Regions from separate parts of the Mus musculus genome. Here region 2 is linked to region 1. The links are chromatin contacts, called in public HiChIP or PLAC-seq maps. All regions are on one chromosome and are shown on one strand. Each heading gives the region's core, a stretch centred on a gene start, on an enhancer-like site or on the middle of the called end of the contact. The rest is flanking DNA. Distances are from core to core; before and after follow the strand shown. Region 1 overlaps Gm15270 (predicted gene 15270). Region 2 has its middle 39 kb from the start of Gm15270.

What was found. HiChIP or PLAC-seq counts read pairs in DNA pulled down with a chosen protein or histone mark.
Region 2: a contact with region 1 is called in a FOXA1 HiChIP or PLAC-seq map of pancreatic cancer cells. The contact joins two enhancer-like sites. A contact is called at or near these places in 4 of 484 Hi-C or Micro-C datasets (embryonic fibroblasts, embryonic stem cells, granulosa cells and 1 more) and 2 of 115 datasets of contacts at active chromatin or transcription factors (embryonic stem cells and pancreatic cancer cells).

The regions. Positions count from the first base shown.
Region 1 is chr10:24,490,801-24,495,471 of GRCm38.p6, reverse strand. The region is part of intron 3 of Gm15270 (predicted gene 15270); the gene reads left to right. Among named protein-coding and RNA genes, the nearest start is that of Gm40615, 32 kb to the right of the region's middle. Within about 2 kb of position 2,186, at least 82 of the 459 cell types and tissues checked have an H3K27ac peak or open chromatin away from gene starts, as enhancers often do. A contact at or near this core is called in granulosa cells and pancreatic cancer cells, where this site is marked.
Region 2 is chr10:24,632,815-24,637,485 of GRCm38.p6, reverse strand. No RefSeq gene overlaps it. Among named protein-coding and RNA genes, the nearest start is that of Gm15270, 39 kb to the right of the region's middle. Within about 2 kb of position 1,820, at least 157 of the 459 cell types and tissues checked have an H3K27ac peak or open chromatin away from gene starts, as enhancers often do. A contact at or near this core is called in granulosa cells and pancreatic cancer cells, where this site is marked.

The DNA of each region.
Region 1 (4,671 bases), core at 937-3,436:
TCATGACCAAGAAGCAGGTAGGGGAGGAAAGGGTTTATTCAGCTTACACTTCCATACTGCTATTCATCACCAAGGAAGTCAGGACTGGAACTCAAGCAGGTCAGAAAGCCGGAGCTGATGCAGAGGCCACGGAGGGATGTTCTTTACTGGCTTGCTTCCCCTGGCCTGCTCAGCCTGCTCTCTTATAGAACCCAAGACTACCAGCCCAGAGATGGTTCCACCCACAAGGAGCCTTTCCCCTTTGATCACTAATTGAGAAAATGCCTTACAGTTGGATCTCATGGAGGCATTTCCTCAACTGAAGCTCCTTTCTCTGTGATAACTCCAGCTGTGTCAAGTTGACACAAAACTAGCCAGTACAGTAGTCAAACAAACAAAAGATAACCTAATGGTTAATGGCTCACGTGGATTCTGTGTAGACTTCTAACAACACTCTAATGGGTGCAGGAATAAAAGCTCACTGCTCAGCATGGGCAGCGTGCTTCCTTTCTGTGGTCCTCATTCTCTTATCCAGTCTTCCTAGATGCTTTCTTTTCCTTAGGCCACAGCAAGCCATGCTGCATAGGAACCATCACTGACTGGCTTCAAAAATGGCTCTCTCTACCTCTCAATTCTGTATTCCCTTTAATATTATTTAAAGCACACTATTTAGCCCTGTCTTGGTTGTGTGTGCCTTGCATGCCCTTTAAAAAATACCTGCTTTCCCAACATGTTAAGTTTTTTATCATACTCTCGTGTATTTCTGAGTTTTATTGTATGCTTCTATAGTAGCTTAGCTATATATGTACTACACACATCTAAATCAATCGACTTATAAATGCTGAGGGAGCAGGTTTGACCCCTGATCTGTGTTAGAGCTTCCCTAGAAGTTCTGGCTCACAGAATAAGGAATAGGCTAGCAGCTCCATTGACTTGCATGCTTCGTACTCTATTTCTAAGCTCAGTACCAGAGGCGCAGCACGTGCTTGAATAATGTCAACTACTATTATTCATTCAATGACAGGATATATTATATTCTATAGCATATTATGGGCATTATTAAATTACTGTCTGCCTTTAAAAAATTATGGTGGGCTAGGAGTGAAGAAGGTTAGAGAAACGTATTATTAATAATGATGCCCTCTTCTGCATCACTGATGAACATATTTCCATTGGTTGTAAAGAGGACCCTCTACAGCAACTGTTATCTATCCTGTTGAGTGCAGAAGTGTTCCACACCATACCGAAAAGGCTCACTGCATTGATAGAAGCTTTGAGATAATTCTGCTCAAGGCCTTTGGAAAACTGCCAGAGCCTTCTGAGGTCATTGCAGGCCTCTTGTCTTCCTCTGCTATGCACCGAGGCAGGAAATGTTTTCTCCGTCTGAAGGGAGCAGCGTGAGGGGCCTGTGAGGAATGCACACAGGGCAACATGCTATCTGCTCTCTCCAGCTGTTTACCATGATCTTTTTCATTTTTCATGGGGACATCTAGTTCTTTTGGATGCTAACTCCGGTTTTACACATAAGACAAAACAAATACTTCCCGTTGGCCTTCAGAGGGCAACTTCACTGAAGGCTTAGCTTTTATGTCCTTCAGAAGAGGAAGAAACAAGATTTGAAGGAGTACTTCCACTTCTCAGACTATCCCATAATCAGCTGATAACGCTATAAAAACAAAAACAAAAGCAAAACAATTTCAAAAAATGTTATTTTTAAATCTTGAAAACAGTGAAGTCAATCAGCATAACGTTCTCATCTTGCATTGCTTTTTATTTTATGAACACGAGTGGTCTCTGCCCCTAACCAAGGTCATTTGAGAACAATAGTACCTTAGTCATTGACATTTTTGAGGTCCTGTTTTGAAGGGTTTGTTCTGAGCGGCTGTAGTCTGACCTGAGTCACTGTGCTGTGTGCCAGGGAGGCTAAAGACCTGGCCAGTTTCCAGAGGGGCTGCTATTGTAGCAAATCTCCAGGTTAAACATGCAGCTAGCACTGGGCATGCAGGGCTTTTTCTGGGATTTACTCCCTGAACAGAGACAGGTTTTAACCTTTAAACGATCAAGGGCTTAGGTTAAATTTGGGCAGAATTTGTCTGTGACCACCCTGGAGAAAGGAATGAAGATTTAAAGGGAAGGCGGCGATGTAGGCTCAGGTCAAAGTCTCCTTTCCCTAGACATTGTGTGAATCATCTAAGATGCTTGAGTCCTTTGGCGCTTAGGTTTCTTGTGTATTAAATGTAATAACTGTGTTGTTAGGAGGATGAAAAGAACTGAGATATATTATGTGGTCTGCTCTAGATGGCCTATTTCCTTTCTCACCTCCTTTGTTTGAAAATTTATCAATAAATCCTCTAGCTAAACCACAGACAGACTTCCCCCTATCTGAAAGAAATGCATGTCATTGATATTTTTGATACTTTTTTTTTTTTAAGAAATAGCAGCAAGAACTGTACTACACGCTGATCAGAAAATAGTTCTTTTCTGCTATCCTGGTGTTACAGGGAACACTCCTGTAGAGAGACAAGCAGAAAACACATTTGAGGAAGGTAGAGCCAAGAGTTTATAGTTTTGTCATCAGCCAGGCTGGGTGACAGTAGGTTTAGTTACCACAGGCTTATTGAGAGCAATTTTTCATGTTCTAAATCACATTTCTAAGCAATGGTAATTTCTTATTGCTCGGTGTCTGATCTGGTGGGGATCAGATATAGACCTTCCTGGAGGCAGAGTAATTTTTCGTAACTCTTTTTTTTTTTTTTTTTTTTTGAGACAGGGTTTCTCTGTATAGCCCTACCTGTCCTGGAACTCACTTTGTAGACCAGGCTGGCCTCGAACTCAGAAATCCGCCTGCCTCTGCCTCCCGAGTGCTGGGATTAAAGGTGTGAGCTACCATGCCCGGCTCATTTTTCGTAACTCTTGAGTGGTGCACTTTGTAAAACTATGACTGTGCTGTGTAAAACTATGGATGTTAAGATTAAGGGACAAAAACAAATGGAGGTTTGTGGGGAAAGCAAGAGCACAGTGTATGTTGGTTATTTAAACAGGCAGTTCATGGAAGATCTCAAAGTGACCACTTGAAAGCAAGATCAAATATTAGTTATAAAAAAAACCTGTTCCAATGGTAATCAATTATTTTCCTGACTGTTCATAACTATCCTGCAATCTGTTGGAAATGAATTCCCCATGAGTTCTGCATTTTACAAACAGATCTTAACATTTCCAGAACTTACTGATTTGGGATATAAGTGTTTTCTGCACCCACTTGACCGTTTCTCTAAGTGTTAAGACATCTTTGGAAGCCATTCTGTCTGCTTCCAGTTTTCCTCTCACGCCCCAAGAAGGCAGAGCTTCCACAGGTCTCCCTGTACAGGCCATGCTCCTGTTCTGAGACAGGCATGAGTCACAGCTATGACATTTATCCCCTTTCCTTTAAAGTGACTAAAGTATACAAACTCTAGGTCAGACCATTGCAGTTGTGATTGCCACACATGCATAGAACCATGTGGTTTTCTAACTGTAACTTAAAGGCTACATAGGGCAAATTAAGTCTTGGAAGTAGCCATGCTATGCTACCATGAGGGAATGGAACACAGCCTCATGATTGAGGAATACCAAGACGTTACTTTATTGAAAGAGCAATAATGCTATGGGGGATGGAATGGTTCAGAAAAAAGCAGGGACCAGGAAGAAGATACATGGAAACTGTAGAGACTACACAAGAGGTCCCCAAGGGAAGACTCTTGCTGTAGTTAGAGGATAGCAAAGAGTTGAATTCATAAAGGAGATACATAAAAACAATGGTGGAAGTCACTATCATCACCATTTCTGGTTGCAGTTTCTAACTACAACTGATCATATTAAAAAAAAAAAAAAGAAAAGAAAACCTAATCTTAATGCCGCAGTGATTTTAGTTGGAAAAGACAAGACAGAAACTCATTAACTATTGTGACAGGCGCTGTAGGCTTTCTTATAAATCCCATCAATGTGAATCTTCACACAGTGGAAGAGAAGGGTAGCCCACTCTGCAGTGCAAGCATGTATTCCTATGTGAGAGCTGTATCTGTGGCTGATATTCTTGCGCATCTTTTGTGAGCTGCTGTATTTTCTGAAGAACTCTATTCTTTATTCATTGGAAAGCAAAGGCCCTGGGAGCTTTGAGACACAACAATTACCTCAGGCTTGGTGTTGGAGAACTGAGTTCAGAGATCAAGAAAAAAACTTCTTGAAGTGTCAAATCTCTACTAGGCCTTGAGGGAAGGTTCTGGTTTATAAGAGGAATTATTTATACTTGGGAAACAGAAATGGGCAGAGGCAGCAACTTATTCCCCATTCTCAAGTTCTACCAAGGGCCCTGACAGGCCGGATGAGAAACATGGAGCCGTTTGATGAAGGTACAGCTGCTATTAAAGCTTATGTGCTCTTCCTGAATCTAGAAGGAACATTGGGCTGGACCACATTTTAATTGGAAGGTCTTCTAAAGTAGGTCCACGAGGCATGAGAGATCGTTAAAAGAATGATGTAAAAACTAATAAAAAAATGCTTAAAACATTGTCAAGTTGAAAACACTTCATTTTTGTAAACCATTGCATTCCAGATCTTCTAGTTCTGTTTTAGAAGTAATTTATTGAATGTTTTCTGTTTTATTAAGACATTACTAATATTATTTAATATATACATATATTTTATTATTTACTT
Region 2 (4,671 bases), core at 571-3,070, 140 kb before region 1:
AGAACACTCAGCCCTCTAAAGTAAGAAGAATCAGTATTTACAGGTAGAATCCGTTTCCCGTCTTTGCTCACACAGTAAAGGTGCCGAACACTATTATCCTAGATTCTTATCATTCACTGCTGTGTACCTGGACAATGTCACCATTTTGTAGAGCTACTCATGTGTATTAAGTTATAAACAGAAACAAACTTGCCAATCCCCTGAGCTCCCAGTATGTGTATCCAAGACATGGCCACTTTGTTTCCAACAGCTCATTTTAACCCAGGAATCTGATAATCTTTAACCAGAGCAGGACTAACAGTGGCTTCCCAAGCTGAGCTGATGACTCCCTATCAGGGTGTGAGGCACTGGGGTAAGTTGGAGTCAAGGGAAGGACAGACGGAACTCCTGTCTCTCTGTGCTCACTTGTGAACATTAACCTGGAACATTGGTTCTCAAACTGCAGGTCCCTTTGCGGGGGGTGGGGTGGGGGTTGGGGGTGGGGTGGGGGTTGGTGGTGGTGGTGGTGGTGGGGTGTTCAGATATCAGATATCCTAAATATCAGGTATTTACATTATGATTCATAACAGTAGCAAAATTATAGTTATGAATTAGTAAAGAAAATAATTTTATGGTTGGGGGAGTCACTACAGCATGAAGAACTGCATTAAAGGGCTACAGCATTAGAAAACTTGAGAACCACTGCTGTAAGAATAAGGTCTGTCAGACCCTTCAAGATGTAAAATAACATACAATACACGCCCCACGTAAGGCTCCTGGTACTTCTTGTGTGGCTGTATAGAAGGTACTATGTATCAAGAAGTTGTACTTAGGGGGCTGAAGAGATGGTTCAGCAGTTAAGAGCATGGGCTGCTCTTCCAAAGATCCTGAGTTCAAATCCCAGCAACTACATGGTGGCTCACAACTATCCATAATGAGATCTGATGCCCTCTTCTGGGGTGTCTGAAGACAGCTACAGTGTGTTTACATATAATAAATAAATAAATCTTTAAAAAGAAAAGAAAAGAAGCTGTACTCAGACATAGCTACAATACGAAGTACGTGCTTGCTAGTGGCAGTGTCTACAGCCACCACAGGAAAGAAAGTAGTTTCAGGAGTGCTTCATTGCTTGTAAGGAGACAGTTGTCTGCATCCAGCCACCACAGGGACAACTTCTCCATCTTGTTGGCGGGATCAAACTGAGTTCATGGTCCCAGGTCTACAACCGACTCCCTTGTTCTCTTATCATCTTGAGTTACACATCAAATATCCAGGATGAGGTCTGACTACCAAGGCTCTGAGTCAAAGGCCTTGAAACCAGGTGGCCCAGGAGTGTTGACTTGTTTCCTGTAACTTGCTGGCCCCGAGTCAGGGCAAAACCACAGTGGAGACTCCCTTGCCCAGCCCCGTGTCAAAATATGATTGGACGGTGCTACAGCCCACCCCGTTCCTCCTCAGTTTGTGGTCTCATCCTTAAATGTGCTGTACAACTTCGCTTCACGGATGCAGTTCGGCTCTAGAGTCTGTTCTCTGGCCCGGATGGATCAGTAACAGCGTGATTACAATACATTTTTTTGTCATCTGCACTGACCTGGTCTTTGAGCTCTGTTGGATTTAAGTGGACCCCACAATGGCTTTACACATTCCAGCAAGGAGATGCCTTCAGTGACAAGGGAATACAGTGCATTATGGCAAGAAAAGCTTGGAAGCAGGGGCAGAAGGCTGTCACTGGCGGTAAGGAAGGAGAGAGAAAACAGGAAGTAGGGATCAGGCTACAAAACCTCAAGGCCCGCCCCCATGTTTCCCCCTGTTCAAGCGCAGTCTCTCCTGCAGGCTTCATGACTTTCCCAAACAGCACCGTGAGGTGGGGCCACGTGTTCAAATACAAGCCTATGGGGAAGACATCACATACAAACCACGGGGTGATGTGGTTATCAGTGTAAAAGATTATTAGCTCCTACAGGGGCCCAGGGATCTGCCATGATCTCTTCTTAAAGAGAACGTCATCACCACAAACTTCCTAAGACAACAGATGCTGACGAGGACAGACCGGCCACAGACACTTCCCTGCCTGGACTCTATGCTGAGCCTGATATGACTATAGCCTTTGAACTGGTTCCCGGAGCTGATAAGGTTTATGGTCTGCAAGTGTTCTGTTTCACGGGGACTGTAGGTCAGTAGTGCAGCAAACTTTTCCCAGTGGTTACAAGCATGTTTTCACATTGACATATAATTTTTCAGATATTTATTGTCATGTTGCCAAAGTCACAAGTTACTAAAAGCAGAAACAAACTTTACATCCATTTCTGTCTAGGACAGACCTTCAAAGCATGCCCAGTGAGCAGATAACATTGGGTCATTCCTACCAAAACATCCACTTGAGGGCACACACATTGCAGGAAGGTTAGGGCACAATTGCACGGGAAATACGGTTGGTATTTTCAATTTCTGTATTCATTTAATTCTGACTATTTTTTTTTTTTTGAGTCAAGGTCTCTTGTAGCCCAGGCTGCCCTCATTTCCTCTGAAGAAACTCAGGACCCTTCTACCTCCCATGTGCTGGGATTTCAAAAGCAAGCCTTCCACGGCTCCAGCTTTAGTGGGTTACTTTTAAAAAGAAGTTTATTTATAGATACTGTACTGGTGCACAATCAGAATATTTTTTAAGTTAAAAAGAGTAAAGTTGCCTTTCAAGGGCCTTTTACAATTGGTTCCGTGACTCCACCCTGGAGAAAGCCTGCTGCCCTCTGATGGAGGAGGGAAAAAAGCCTTTACTGGGCTTTGCCTTCTCACACAAAGCACACCACAGAGCTGCAGCACACTGCTGGCAGAGTTGCACACACTTGACAAAGGTGGCCGTGTGTGCAAGTGCCTGGGTTATCACACCCACCGAGTCACACCAGACCTTCTGGAAAGAGGCAAAGAGCTAGCAGCAACCAGACAGCAGCTGGGACAAGCCAGCTGTCATCTGCTTCTGGGTATCTTCCCAGGGAGGAGAAATATTTCCCCACTACTTCCTGTCTGTGAAATCCAAGGTCATGGGATGAAACTAGGCTCAGGTTCAGAGAACTAACAGTGCTGTGTCGCCACAATCATCCTATCCGTCGCTGTCCCATGAAAAGCTGACAGAACCAAAAGGCTTCTTCGAGATGAATCACGTGATGGTGCAGCTGACAACTCCTATTACACCCACTCGCAGCAGGCCAGGCGGCTTCTTTCCTTTAAAATGTTTGTGCTAGCGGGGCGTGGTGGCGCACGCCTTTAATCCTAGCACCCCTGGGAGGCAGAGGCAGGTGGGTTTCTGAGTTCGAGGCCAACCTGGTCTACAAAGTGAGCTCCAGGACAGCCAGGGCTATACAGAGAAACCCTGTCTCGAACCCCCCCCCCCCAACAACAACAACAAAAAAACCCAAACAAGCTTTTGTGCTAAACGACTTCCCTGATAAGTCTGTAACTGGAACACTCTCATTCTAACCATGGCGAGGAACTTTAGCCTCTAAACAAGATGTCATAGTGTTTGCTTAAAATCACATTTATCACGTTAAAGTTCACTCATCAAAGTTTCCGTCTAAACCAGAATAATGCCTTCTAAGTAAATTTATTTTCGATTTTATTTTAGTGTGTGTGCACATGTGTGCATGTGTGATGTATGTAAGATGCTCCAGTCCCCAGTCCTTTAAGAAAGATTCTCTCACTTTATTAAGAGCTAGGTTGACAGCCAGTGATCCCCAGTAACCTGCTTTCCCTGTCTGCCAGTGGGGGATTAAAAGGACGCGCCTGGATTTTTACATAGGCTTTAGTGATTTGAACTAAGGCCTTCAGTGTTCACAGCAAGTGCATCTACCTACTGAGACATCTCCTCAGATCCCCAGAAGAGATCTTGAAGTGAATGTGCTCTTGGTGCACCGGGAGCAGAAAAATCACTCTAAAGAAAGAGCAGAATGGATCGAGAAAGACTTTACTTCTCGACGGAGGAGTGAACATGTGGTCTATGATATTCATGGGAAACAGAAACGTCAACAAACACAGGAAAATCTTTTCACTCATTTATGAAGTCACATTTAAAATACAAAACTATTTTTCTGTGCTTGGCACTCGAGAATAGACGCAAAATGTAAAGTTTCAGTCATGGCAAGGGAGGTGGGACCCTGAACAGGCATAGCCTGGGGATTGTTACACAAACTGCTGGATGCTTTCTGAGGGTGAGCTGACAATTTGTTTCAAAACACAAATAAGAGAGAGGCTGGGAAGGAAGAAAGGAGGGGAAGGAAATAAGGGCGACAGTATCAGGAACTGGAGGAGATTTGAGAGAGGTACAGAGGGTCAGGAAATCAAACAAAAATCTACAGCAGGGGGGATGAGGAACTGGGGATAGCCACTGGAGGGTCCCAGACACCAGGGAAACATGAAGCCACCAGGACCCAATGGGGATAACTTTAGCCAAAATGTGCAGAGAAGGGGGAGATAGAACCTGTGGAGACCACCTCCAGTAGATAGGCATGGCCACTGGTTGAGGGATGGGGCCACTCACCCATCTCAAAGTTTTTAACCCAGAAATGCTCCTATCCGAAGAAAGAAAGAACAGGGACAAAAAAATAGAACGGAGACTTGTGTAGCCTTAGTGAGATCAGATAACCAATTTCTATCACATACCTGTCAGAAGAGGGGATGGATGAGTGACAATCCACAGCC